4 separate regions of the Mus musculus genome follow, and regions 1, 2 and 3 are each linked to region 4. The links are chromatin contacts, called in public Hi-C and HiChIP or PLAC-seq maps. All regions are on one chromosome and are shown on one strand. Each heading gives the region's core, a stretch centred on a gene start, on an enhancer-like site or on the middle of the called end of the contact. The rest is flanking DNA. Distances are from core to core; before and after follow the strand shown. Region 1 overlaps Cdk6 (cyclin-dependent kinase 6). Region 2 has its middle 21 kb from the start of Mterf1a. Region 3 overlaps Ankib1 (ankyrin repeat and IBR domain containing 1). Region 4 holds the start of Gatad1 (GATA zinc finger domain containing 1).

Region 1 (2,890 bases), core at 380-2,879, 150 kb before region 4:
TTGGTTTTGTGTGTGTCTTGGTTTTGCTCAATAGCCTGTGAGGACCATGTTTGGCCTCAGCTTCTCTAGGACCCTCTGGGCCCAACTTATCTTTCATCGTCTTTCCTAATTCCGATACCGTAATTCCACAGGGAAGAAGCCAGTATCCCACTTGGATGAACTCTGCGGCTAGCACAATGCCTTCCTTCTTATCCCTGATTCTGAACTGGTTTTTCCCCCTGTATTTAAGAGCAATGAATGGGAAAGTCCAAGCCTTAAAAGTAAAGAACCTCACTTATATTTATGATGTTTTCTACACAGTGAAGGGAAGCACCCTTTAGCAAGCACGTGAAGCCCACGCTGTCCTCGTAGGACAAAAGGGAAGACACCTCCTTTAATAACTGACTTCCTTTTTTTCTTTTAAAGATTTGTTTACTTATTTTATGTGAGTACACTGTTGCTCCCTTCAGACACACCAGAAGAGGGCCTCAGATCCCATTACAGACAGTTGTGAGCCACCATGTGGCTGCTGGAAATGGAACTCAGATCCTCTGGAAGAGGCATCAGTGCTCTTAACCACTGAGCCATCTCTCTAGCCCACTGACCGACTTTCTTTTACCCTACCTGGTCAGCCTGGCAGGGCAGGCATCATATTGGTCTTCCCGTTCTGGGTTCCCTTAAGTCAGCACCGTGAAGAACAAGGACATCCTGACCTGCCATGTACTGAAAAGGCAAAGAAAAAGACTTCTGAGTACTGTGTGGCCAACCCAATCTACTGCTCGGTGGACCAGGAGACGCTGGCTCCTCATTATCCTGTTACAACCAGCGAGTGAGAGTTACCTGGCCTTTAAAGCATGCTTATTGATGGTATTTGGCTCGTTGGTTTCTCCTTGAGTCAGGCTGAGTCTCCATTATGGAACAGTCCCCTGCAGCCCCGTGTGTTAGAACATTTGGTTCTCACCTGGTCTGCCTGTTCTGAGAGGTGGTGGGACTGTGACCTGGCTAACAGAAGTCATTCATTGAGGCTGGAGGCTTGCATCCTACCGAACACTCTGCCGATGTGAGAAGTAACAGACGCAGCCGTTCCTGTCCGCCTTCCTCACCGTGATGAGCTAGCTGCCTTCCCCGAAACCAGGAGCCAACATAAATCTCCCTCCAGGTTACCTTTCTGCCTCTGAGTTTGCCTATTGTGGTGATGAAAGTCACTGGCGCATGTTCACCAGCAGTCACCTGGCATTATCTGGAGGACACAGGACAGTGAGGCGGTGGTGTGAGCCAGCTTTGCAGCCTCCAGTCCCCTCTTGTATCACTTCCTACCTGGGTGACTGTGCCCAACCATCCCTCGACCTCAGTCTCAAGTATTAAAGCGAGAGCACTCAAGCGTAAATCCCACACAGTGGTGCAAAACGGCACTCATGCAGCATTTGGCTTTCTCTTCTGGATTTATATACTCAGTATCGGTGATTATGTTGTCTGTGTTGCTACACCATCATCTAGAGCAGGATAGCATTATCATTGCTAACATCAGGCATGAGAAGAATTCGAAGTCAAAAAGTCTTGGGCCCTGCAGCACTGAGATCCTAGACAGTACCCCAGTCCTAAGTATCAGACTTAAACTTGGGCCACAGCACACTAAACAGTGTGGCCGGGTGACTCATTAATGAAGTCATGCCTAGTCACTCTGGGGCTCTTCCTGGTCCTGCCCCATCTGCCCCACCACAGCTTCTGCAAAGGCCAGAGCCAAGCCTAGAATCTGGCAAGACACTGAGTACACAGATGAGGTCCAGAAAACCTATCTAATAAGACTCAGAAACCAGGTGGGACTGTTTGGGGCAGAGGCCCACAGACTGCTGGGCAAGGTGTTAGGGGCTTCTTGCCTTGAAACCCTGTTGCCACAGCACTTCACAGAGTGGCGAGCATAATCCCCAAGGCCATTGTAGACTCTTGTTCTGAGCCACAGGAAGAAATGCCTCACATTTAGCTTGTAGGGGAACTCCGAACAGTCAGCAAGAATTTCTTCTGAGAAGGACAGAAATGACTATCTCCCTGCCATTCAGTGTCTTCAGCCTTCTGAGACGGGAGCAAGCACACGTTTGTCTATGAGACCAAGGAGCACAGAATGTGCTAGAACTGTGTCATGCCTACAGCTGTGTCTCTGGCTGACTGGCTTCAGTCAGGAAAAGACCAATGGTTGTCTGTGGACCGTCACTAGACACTGCCTTCCAAACTGATTGATGAGACAGCTGTGCCCTGTCCCGTCTCAAATGGAACTCCGTGCAGAGATCCCTTTTATTCTCATATTTCTGAAGCATGTTGAACCAGAAAGCTGCATTTGAAAAAATAATAACAATATAAGTTGGGTGTGGTAACACATGCCCGTAATCTTAGCACTTGGAGGGAGGAAGCAGGAGCAGTAGAAGCACAACTTCAATGCCATCTTTGGCTAACTGGCTTGTTTGAGAGCAGCATGGGATACTTGACATCTAGCCTCAGGAACAGCCTTTAAAAGTACCTCATAATGTGTATATTATATATGTTATTTTATGTAAGGTTGTTTTTGATTATGTGTGTAGGGTGTATGCACCTGAATGCTGATACCTACAGGAGAAAGAGGCATCTGGCCCCCTCAGAACCGGAGTTATAGTCTTCTGTGAGCTTCTGTGGGTACTGTGAGCATGACACACTCTTAAGGACTGAGCCATCTCTCCAACCTGAGGTTGACTTTAATTACATGCATTGCATACTCTCATTTGACAGCGACAATGTGGTTATTATAGAACATTTTAAAAATACAGGCCTAGAGTGTTCTTTTTTGTACCAGAAAGTAAAGACAAAATTTTGCAAATGTCACAGGTTTTAACTTGAAGGAGTGGGTACATACCTCTGAGGTATTTTGGATATCAAACTACAT
Region 2 (2,957 bases), core at 10-2,509, 220 kb after region 4:
GCAACCCTATAGGTGGAACAACAATATGAACTAACCAGTACCCCCCAGAGCTCATGTCTCTAGCTGCATCTGTAGCAGAAGATGACCTAGTCGGCCATCAGTGGAAAGAGAGGCCCATTGATATTGCAAACTTTATATGCCCCAGTACAGGGGAACGCCAGGACCAAGAAGTGGGAGTGGGTGGGTAGGGGAGCAGGGTGCGGGGAGGGTATAGGGAACTTTTGGGATAGCATTTGAAATGTAAATAAAGAAAATACCTAATAAAAAAAAAGAATCAAAAAAAAATACTGGGCTTTGGTCTTCAAGAGAGCTACCTTGAGGACACAAGTTTGTACCCACAATTGACTTCAAGTCATTCTTGAAATGACTGCACCCAAACACCCCTTCCTCAGAATCTCTCTCTCCAAGCAAGGCTGGTCCTTGGCAATGCAAGTCATTGTGTAGCTCACATGAATCACAGCTGCTTAGAACTACCAATTGCTTTCCTCCTTGAGCATAAAACCCCTGGTCCTCAGGGAGGGGGCTTTCAGGTCAGAGCCAGCTCAAATCTTCCAAGTCCTGTGTCTGAAGTGTGTGATGTCTTCAGCAAATGGAGACTTGCCTTCATCCAATGGGAGTCAGACAATATTGCAATTGCAATAGGATGTATTGCTTTGGGAGCCTCTTGGACTGCTCTGACCAACTATAAAAAAGGTTTCTCATGCCTGATGTCTTTGTTAGCCTATGGCTCTTGTGGGGAATATTGTCTGCTCAAGAAACATAACTTTATTTAAGATACACACACACATACACACGCACATTTATTCCTTGGAGTTTTTTTCAAATATTCTCAGTCTTGTTTGTCCGTTCCCCCCCACTCTCTGTCTGTTTTGACTTCCTCCCTCCCTCCTGAATTAAATCCCCCCTCCTCATTTTTTTTTCTACTTTCTACTTCACACTCTAGTTCATATTCTCAGATCTGAAAATTTGAAGCTAAGAACTGTTGGAAGCCGGCCTGCGGCTAAAATGAACCAGGTTTCACCTGGGAGGCAAGCCGGGGCTGAATAGAGAGGGGAAACTAGGCGGTCGAGAGAAAAATGGAGCTAAGTCAAGATTCCTGATCAAAGCTCAAATGTTTAATGGCAAATGTAATTATAAAGGGGGGGGGGGGAGGAGAGGCCCATTCCCACCAATTCATTCTTGGAGCCCTGCTGCAGGTGACGAAGGATAGGGTGTAGTCTCTGGAATAGCTCAGCAGCCTCTCAGCAGGGAGCAGAATCTTGAAGTGGAACAGCAGCCCTGGCTGAACAATAGAGTGATCTAGGAAAGCTCCATCCTAGGGAATCTCCTTAGTGGCAGAAAGGTCAAGGTCAGGCTCAGCCTGCTTCAGGCTGGGAGGAGGTTACAGGAACCACAGATGACTGAGAACATGAAGTGTTTGTCCTTCTGAGCCTCAATTAGTTCAATACAATCTTTTCTATGCCATACATTAATCTGAAAATTCAATGATTTCGTTTTTCTTTTTAATTTTTTATTTATTTTCATTTTTTAGAGTTTCTTTTTTATTAGATATTTTCTTTATTTACATTTCAAATGTTATCCTCTTTTCTGGTTTCCTCTGAAAACCTCCTATCCTCTTCCCCGCTTCCCCTGCCCACCAACCCACCCACTCCTGCTTCCTGGCCCTGGGATTCACCTATCCTGGGGTATAGAACCTTCACAGGACCAAGGGCCTCTCCTCCCATAGATGGCTGACTAGGCCATCCTCTGATACATATGCAGCTAGAGACACAATCCCATCATGTGTTTTCTTTGATTGGTGGTTTAGTTCCAGAGAGCTCTGGAGGTACTGGTCAGTTCATATTGTTGTTCCTCCTATGGGGCTGCAAACCCCTTCAGCTCCTTGGGTACGTTCTCCAGCTCCTTCATTGGGGACCCTGTGCTCAGTCCAATGGATGGCTGTGAGCATCCACTTCTGTACTTGTCAGGCACTGGCAGAGCCTCTGAGGAGGCAGCTATATCAAGCTATGCACCACATTTTCATTATCTATTCAGATACTGAAGGACATTTAAGTTGTTTGCATTTTCTAACTATTGTGAATAGAGCAAAATTAAACATTGCTAAGCAACTTACGGCTTCCACATTTGGTATGGGGATATCATTCAGCCCAAAACACAGATCTATTTCTACAGACTTTCTAAATAAAGCTGCATTGAAAATAAGCACAGGCAAAAACCTTTACAAATCTTTTAAATCTTTCATTAGAATCCTAATTTATCAAGCGACAGATATGCTTCAGCAACATTTGTATAGAATCAAGTACGCATTAAGTCCTTAAGCATGGCTTTCTTTGTGTCAGTGCCACTCACTCAGCTTGGGAAGATGCATGTGGTGCAGTTCCTGCAATCAGGCAAAGAGATGACTCATCAGAAAGAAATTAATTCAGCAAGTCACAATGACAGCACGTGATAGCAGGTTCTCTTCCATAGAAATTTGGTGACTAAGTTACCCCCATTTGAATTGAATTTTGATTCATGCTGGATTTCAGTTTGCTTACAAACAAGCACACAGTGCTTGGAGCTGTCTCAGCCCAATGGCCTCCCAACCATTTTTTCATCCTGCATCAGAATCTTCAGAGGGAAGGCCATAGGCCTTTAAATGGGAAATACATTCCTTAAAGAAATACAGGAAAATACAATCAAATGGGTGAAGGAAATGAATAAAACTGTTCAAAACCTGAAAATAGAAATAGAAACAACAAAGAAAACACAAGTGGAGGAAACCTTGGTGATGGAAAACCTAGGAAGGAAAATAGGAACTACAATCACAAGCATCAACAACAGAATACAAGAGATGGAAGAGAGAATCTCAGATGTAAAAGATACAATTGATGAAATTGATACATCTGTCAAAGAAAATGCCAAATCTAAAAAGCATTTTTTTAAACAAAAAACATTCAGGAAATTTGGTACACTAT
Region 3 (2,875 bases), core at 14-2,513, 140 kb after region 4:
AGAGGAATTAAATAGACCTGTGCCACTCCAAAGGTAGGACTCCAAGAAGCTTGTGTTTATGTGGAACTCACACAGGGCCTTTTTTGCTAATTCTGCTTTGAATCTTTTTCCTGCAATCAATGTCAGCTTTGAGTACCATGCTCAAAACACTGAGGTGGGGACTTGATTGGTTTATCTTGCAGGAGTGGGATATAGGGTCTACTTGTTCCCAAAAGAGGTCAAAATGTCAAAAGAGAGAAAAAGGGTAAATCAAATCACAGAACCAAAGTAAAGGTATGGATCACCTTAGAGGAAAAGGTTTCTGCAGTCTAGAAGAAGCTATAGTGACTACCCCCACCTCCTCTGTGACCTGGTCAGGATATACAGTTAAGCCAGCACTCATCTCTGTAGCTTAACTGCTAACTTAGAAGAACGAACTTTTCTGCTAGAGATTTCAATAAATTCACAATGAAAAAAGAAAAATGTCATAATTTTTTTTATTTGTGATTACTGAATCTGCATGTAAGATAAAAATGGTATAAGCTGTTATATAGTTGTAATTTCATAAATGTTATTCCCACTCAGGAAAGGCTGAACAGAATAGAAAACCAAAATTTGTTTTCCTTGCTGATACACAGATAAAATTCAAACTAAAAAGAGTTAAGCTCAGTAACTTTTGCCCAGTGGGATCACGAAGGGGTGAAGACAACATAAAATGAGAGACAATCTCTAGATGTCAATACACTTTTAAAGTTGGGTGGGGTTTTTTTTTTTTTTTTAACATTCATTTATTTGGGTATGTCTGCATGAGTAAATAAGTATGGATACACATGGAAGGCTGTTATTTTTAATCTGATGTACAATTGCAGGAGAATGATATGGAATCTAGGCTGGTAAGATTAAGAGTTTAAGATAGGCAGGTATGATGGCTCAGCAAGTAAGAACACTGGCTGCCAAGTCTAACAAACTGAATTCAAACCCTGAGACCCTGAGAGGATGGTGGACTCTTATAAGTGGTTCTCTGACCTCCACATATATGCTATGGTGCACATGTACACACAATAATAGATAAATAAATGTCAGTAATTTTTTAAAAAGAGCTTACGAAAGCTTCCTGTCATTTAAACTTGGAACATAGGCACCTAGCCTTTCAATCTTCGCTTGCTGTTACAAAAGGCTAGTTGCCAGCATTTCTAGAAGTACGAACGTATAGGTCATAACTGTCCAGCCTGGACTCACTGTCTACCACATGGCTGTTTTAGCCTCAGTGTGCACTATGCTGAAATGAAAACAGGCACTGACTCATTGTCCAGAACACGGACTCTGAGGCTTTTCAGATTTAGGACACTTCTCTATGGACCTTAAACTATGAGAAACATCAATGATGTCAGCTGGATTGCCTGGCTCAAATCCAGATGCCACAGGAAAGGGCTGTGTTTTAGTCAGGGTTTCTATTCCTGCACAAACATCATGACCAAAAAGCAAGTTGGGGAGGAAAGGATTTATTTGGCTTACATTTCTATACTGTTGTTCATCACTAAAGGATGCAGGACTGGAACTCAAGCAAGTCAGAAAGCAGGAGCTGATGCAGAAGCCATGGAGGGATGTTCTTTACTGGCTTGCCTCCCCTGGCTTGCTCAGCCTGCTCTCTTATAGAACCAAGACTGCCAGTCCAGAGATGGTTCCACCCACAAGGGGCCTTTCCCCCTTGATCACTAATTGAGAAAATGCCTTACAGCTGGATCTCACGGAGGCATTTCCTCAACTGAAGCTCCTTTCTTGTGATAACCCCAGCCTGTGTCAAGTTGACACAAAACTAGCTAGTACAGGTTGATTCCCTGGTGGAACAATCTGGTTTTGGGCTGCTGATCAATTTTGTATTTTTAATACAAGACAACTACACTCCTAATTTGTCATTCTTGCAAGTTGAGAAGGGTATATAACAAGAAGTATGGCCATATGGATTACAAACTCCCTGTCATAAGCTATCTTAATAAAAAGAACTATTTCTCCTTTTAAACAAAAACTTAATTTAAGGTAAAGGAAAAGTTTTAATATGAGAGGAAATACCTATAATCTTTAGAAAGTATGCTGAAGAAACAGGACTTAAATTTGACAGGAACACAATCTAAAAACTATACAATATGATTACATTTGTAATGTGATTTTTAATTCACTAATTTTACAGACAACAATCATATTCCTTTATAGAACAAGAAGCTACAAATATCTTCCTCTGTTGTATTCTATTCTATTTTTAAGTTCCTAGCAACTGTTAAATACTTTCTCTTTCAAGAGCAACTCAACTACTCCGAAGCAATTCACTCTATCATAATTATGGCGTGGTGTTTAGGACATTTACTACAGGAGCAGAACAATTCACCAGAGAAACAATAGTTTTCCAAAGAGGATGAAAACACTTGAATCAGACTATCACTGATACTTATGTACACTAAACAAACAAACAAAGGGCAGGAGAGATGGCTGAGGAGATAAAAGTGTTTTCTCCCCAAACATGATAGCCTGATGACCTGAGTTCAATTCCTGGATCCAACTGAAATGAGGAAGGAGAGAATCCACTCCACAAAGGTGTCCTCTGAACTTTACATGTGCTCCAGGGCATGAATGTCAGTCATAACCACACACACACAACAATAACAACAACAATAATAAATAGAATTATTTTGGAGAAAGGGTCTCACTATGTAGTTCTGTTTGGTCTTGAACACATAAAGATCCAATTGCTTTTGCACCCTGAGTGCTGAAATTAAATGCAGGTACCACTATGCCCAGCTAATAAATATTTTTAAAGAAAAAAAATGTATAAGATTGCCAATTTACATTACATAAAAACTGTAAAGGGCAAATTTCAAATCAACAGCTGAGTTTTGTTCAT
Region 4 (2,713 bases), core at 13-2,512:
CTTCCCTCCAGAATACGGCCTAAGTGCACCTGAGAGGTACACCAGCCGTGGGAAGGCCCACCACACCCACAGTGTCCCATTAGGAAGCACAATGTCCACAACCATCTTACATTTTTTAACTTAAAAATATGTCTTCTCCCTTTTCCTTTCGTGGAAACTTTCTTTTCAGCAGCTGGAGCCGATTTGTATTTGGTATTTCTGAGCCGGGCCGACCTTCTGTGAATTTCTTGCTTACTCTGTTACACAATTTAGAGAAAAGGAAATTAAAACTGCAGAAGAAAAGCCAATACAATAACCTCACAAAGATCAGAGGATAATACACTTTGTTAAAAGAAATTAAAAACAAAAAACTTAAAAGACCGAGGGCTGAGATGTTAAACTCTGTAGGGCCTCCCAAGAGATGGCGCTGCTTTCAAGCGGGAAGAGGACAGAAGTGGGGGGAGGACAAGGCAGGAACTATTTATTATTCGTTTGCTGAACTGATCTATTTTACGCCCCCCCCCAAGTTTCCTGCATATCTCAGAACAGAATTCTAATGCTGACATTTTTAGCGACCTACTAATTTATTAACGTGACAAGGACTTGATGGGCAAGAGGTCCTCGACCTACAAGCAAATGGCCTCGTCCGGCTGCCCCGGTGCGTCCCGCACCGCCCGGTCTACGGCAGGAAGCCCTTCTCCCGAGGAGGGAGAGGCCGAGGGCTCACCTGCTTGCCGCCGCCGCCCCCGTTGCTCTGCGAAGGACCGGCCGAGGTGGTGGCGAAGGTGGTGGTGCCGAAGCCACCGCCGCCGCCGCCACCGCCCCCGGTCCCGCCCGCCACTCCCGCGCCGCCGCCGCCCCGGCCCGTGCAGTGATGGCAGAGGATCTCGCCCTGTGGACTCTTCTTCCACATGGAGGACGACGTAGTCTTGCACATGCTGCAGGTGGGCTTCAGGCCCAGCGGCATGCTGGCCGGCTCGGGCGGCCCCCGCGGGCGCAGCGACACGGGAATGGCGGCCGTCTGCACGGGCCGCCCAGGGGTCGGCCGGCCACCTCGGCGACTGGAAGAGCAAGGTCGGAGGTGCTGGGCCGCCCGCGCCGGGACCCAGCGGCCACCGCTGACCCCTGGAGGCGGGAAGCGGGCTCCCGCAGCCCGGGACCCAGCCCTGGAGCTGGGCCGCCCGCGGGGCACGCAGGCCCGATACTCGGCGCGGCCTCCCGGGAAAGCCAGCTCCGCCCTAGGGGACGCTATCCGGGGCGGCCGCCGCCGCCGCCGGGGTCCCCAGGGCGACCACGACCCTGCCTCCGCCCACCGGGGCTTCCGGCGATGGGCGGAGCTCCCGGGGCGGGGCGGGGCGGGGCCGAGTGAACCAGTGTGCCTGACCTAGGCTTTGGGGCTCCGGAAACCCCGCCTACTGGCCGGAAGTGGCCCTGCCAGACTTACCATTGCCTGTCACTCTTCTGAGTTTACAACTGGCTGGGGGGGGGGGGGGCTGGGGGGGGGGAATGGATGTAAAATTTCCCGTTAAAAGTGAATTTCAAATGACTAGTGAGAGTGGCCCATGTAATAGTAGTTATATGATACTCATACTTATCCTGTGTTTTCATTTGATAAATGTAGCCTTATTGATCAAGACCCTTTTAAAAGTCTTAATTAATTAATTTGACTTTGGAGGCTAGGGAGGTGACCTGATGGTAAAGTTCTTCTGGCACAAGCTTATGGCCTGAGTTTGACCCCCAGTACTCACGTAAAAAGCTAGGTGTGTTAGGGCTGGAAAGACAGCTAAGACTAGATCCAGTATTAGCACCTACACTGTGAAACTTAATTTAACATTCTTGCTTGGCATACTACTTAACATTAGAATAAAGTGCTCTCGAGCCCCCTCCCCCCCAAAAAAAGAATTGAGGGTCTAAGAAATTCATATAATAAGAACATTCAGACAGAAAACAGCAGAAACACCAGTGTGGACTGGATGAGATTAATTTATTAGTCAATGATTTATTTTACCTGGGTCAATGTAACAGTGCTGTGCACTGAATACTGAACGTGAGGGGTTTATGAGTTAGTTGGGTTAGAAATGAGCAATGTGCAGAAGAATTCCTATCAATTATTTCTCATGAGTTATACTATAATTAAAACGTTACAGTTTTGTATTACACAGTTGGGTTCAGAGCTGGGATATTTGTATCTTATATGGCTTCACATCACTTATTTGCATAAAGAACAAGCAATACATTATACCTTCCTAACGTTTAAAATAAAGTATATTAGCATAAAGGCTCCCAAAGAAGATTCCTGGAGACTGCATTGAACACTGCTTTAACTAGGGGTGATTGCTGGAAGAATTTATCGTTTTCTGTGAACTTTGGTTCGAGGAACTGGACACATTTCAACCTGGATTTAAATCACTGCAAAACTAGTAGTTCTCTGGGAGGACCATTAGCAAAGCAGATACAATACACTTTCACCTGGAAAGGAGATGTGTATTATTTGAGAGAATTAAGCCTGAACATTGGCTATGTTCGTTGAAGTCTAAAGCTCCCAGGGAAACTAGCCCAAGGAATGAAGGAATTCCTAAGTACTGGTTACAGGTAAATAAATATTTCTTTAATTGAACAACTGTATGCTCAGTGGAGTTTTATCTATATGTGGCATGTGTATACATGATCATATGTGCCTGTATATGTGTCTAAGGACACATGCGCGTGTGTGTGCAGATAAGCACATGTGTGG

What was found. Hi-C and Micro-C count contacts between places; a contact is called where the count stands out from the background. HiChIP or PLAC-seq counts read pairs in DNA pulled down with a chosen protein or histone mark.
Region 1: a contact with region 4 is called in a Hi-C map of granulocyte-monocyte progenitors, with 5 times the contacts expected there. The contact joins the enhancer-like site here to the promoter of Gatad1 in region 4. A contact is called at or near these places in 3 of 484 Hi-C or Micro-C datasets (the G1E-ER4 cell line, erythroblasts and granulocyte-monocyte progenitors), 2 of 115 datasets of contacts at active chromatin or transcription factors (memory CD8 T cells and microglia) and 1 of 9 other capture datasets (liver).
Region 2: an HNF4G HiChIP or PLAC-seq map of pancreatic cancer cells shows a contact between it and region 4. The contact joins the enhancer-like site here to the promoter of Gatad1 in region 4. A contact is called at or near these places in 17 of 39 promoter capture datasets (the 3T3-L1 cell line, 3T3-L1-derived adipocytes, the C10 cell line and 11 more), 2 of 15 datasets of contacts at CTCF or cohesin (large pre-B cells and pro-B cells), 46 of 484 Hi-C or Micro-C datasets (the 63-12 cell line, B cells, the Ba/F3 cell line and 33 more), 14 of 115 datasets of contacts at active chromatin or transcription factors (the 230-238 cell line, the NIH/3T3 cell line, the SCID.adh cell line and 8 more) and 3 of 9 other capture datasets (adipose tissue, liver and pancreatic islet).
Region 3: a contact with region 4 is called in an H3K4me3 HiChIP or PLAC-seq map of bone marrow-derived macrophages, with 2.9 times the contacts expected there. The contact joins the enhancer-like site here to the promoter of Gatad1 in region 4. A contact is called at or near these places in 6 of 39 promoter capture datasets (the C10 cell line, the HPC-7 cell line, cranial neural crest and 2 more), 1 of 15 datasets of contacts at CTCF or cohesin (the NIH/3T3 cell line), 4 of 484 Hi-C or Micro-C datasets (centrocytes, monocyte-dendritic cell progenitors, myocytes and 1 more), 8 of 115 datasets of contacts at active chromatin or transcription factors (the SCID.adh cell line, bone marrow-derived macrophages, craniofacial prominence and 4 more) and 4 of 9 other capture datasets (adipose tissue, liver, macrophages and 1 more).

Annotation. Positions count from the first base shown.
Region 1 is chr5:3,492,897-3,495,786 of GRCm38.p6, forward strand. The region is part of intron 5 of Cdk6 (cyclin-dependent kinase 6); the gene reads left to right. Among named protein-coding and RNA genes, the nearest start is that of Fam133b, 49 kb to the right of the region's middle. Within about 2 kb of position 1,630, at least 161 of the 459 cell types and tissues checked have an H3K27ac peak or open chromatin away from gene starts, as enhancers often do. A contact at or near this core is called in the G1E-ER4 cell line, erythroblasts, granulocyte-monocyte progenitors and 2 more, where this site is marked.
Region 2 is chr5:3,871,277-3,874,233 of GRCm38.p6, forward strand. It overlaps a transcript of Mterf1a not described here. Among named protein-coding and RNA genes, the nearest start is that of Mterf1a, 21 kb to the right of the region's middle. Within about 2 kb of position 1,260, at least 21 of the 459 cell types and tissues checked have an H3K27ac peak or open chromatin away from gene starts, as enhancers often do. A contact at or near this core is called in the C2C12 cell line, the NIH/3T3 cell line, cortical neurons and 3 more, where this site is marked.
Region 3 is chr5:3,786,413-3,789,287 of GRCm38.p6, forward strand. All of the region lies in intron 1 of Ankib1 (ankyrin repeat and IBR domain containing 1), which reads right to left. Among named protein-coding and RNA genes, the nearest start is that of Ankib1, 15 kb to the right of the region's middle. Within about 2 kb of position 1,264, at least 39 of the 459 cell types and tissues checked have an H3K27ac peak or open chromatin away from gene starts, as enhancers often do. A contact at or near this core is called in adipose tissue, bone marrow-derived macrophages and myocytes, where this site is marked.
Region 4 is chr5:3,646,674-3,649,386 of GRCm38.p6, forward strand. It overlaps Gatad1 (GATA zinc finger domain containing 1), which reads right to left and starts at 1,263. Exons shown (of 5, transcript NM_026033.2): 1 at 707-1,263; 2 at 111-236. The coding sequence starts at 946.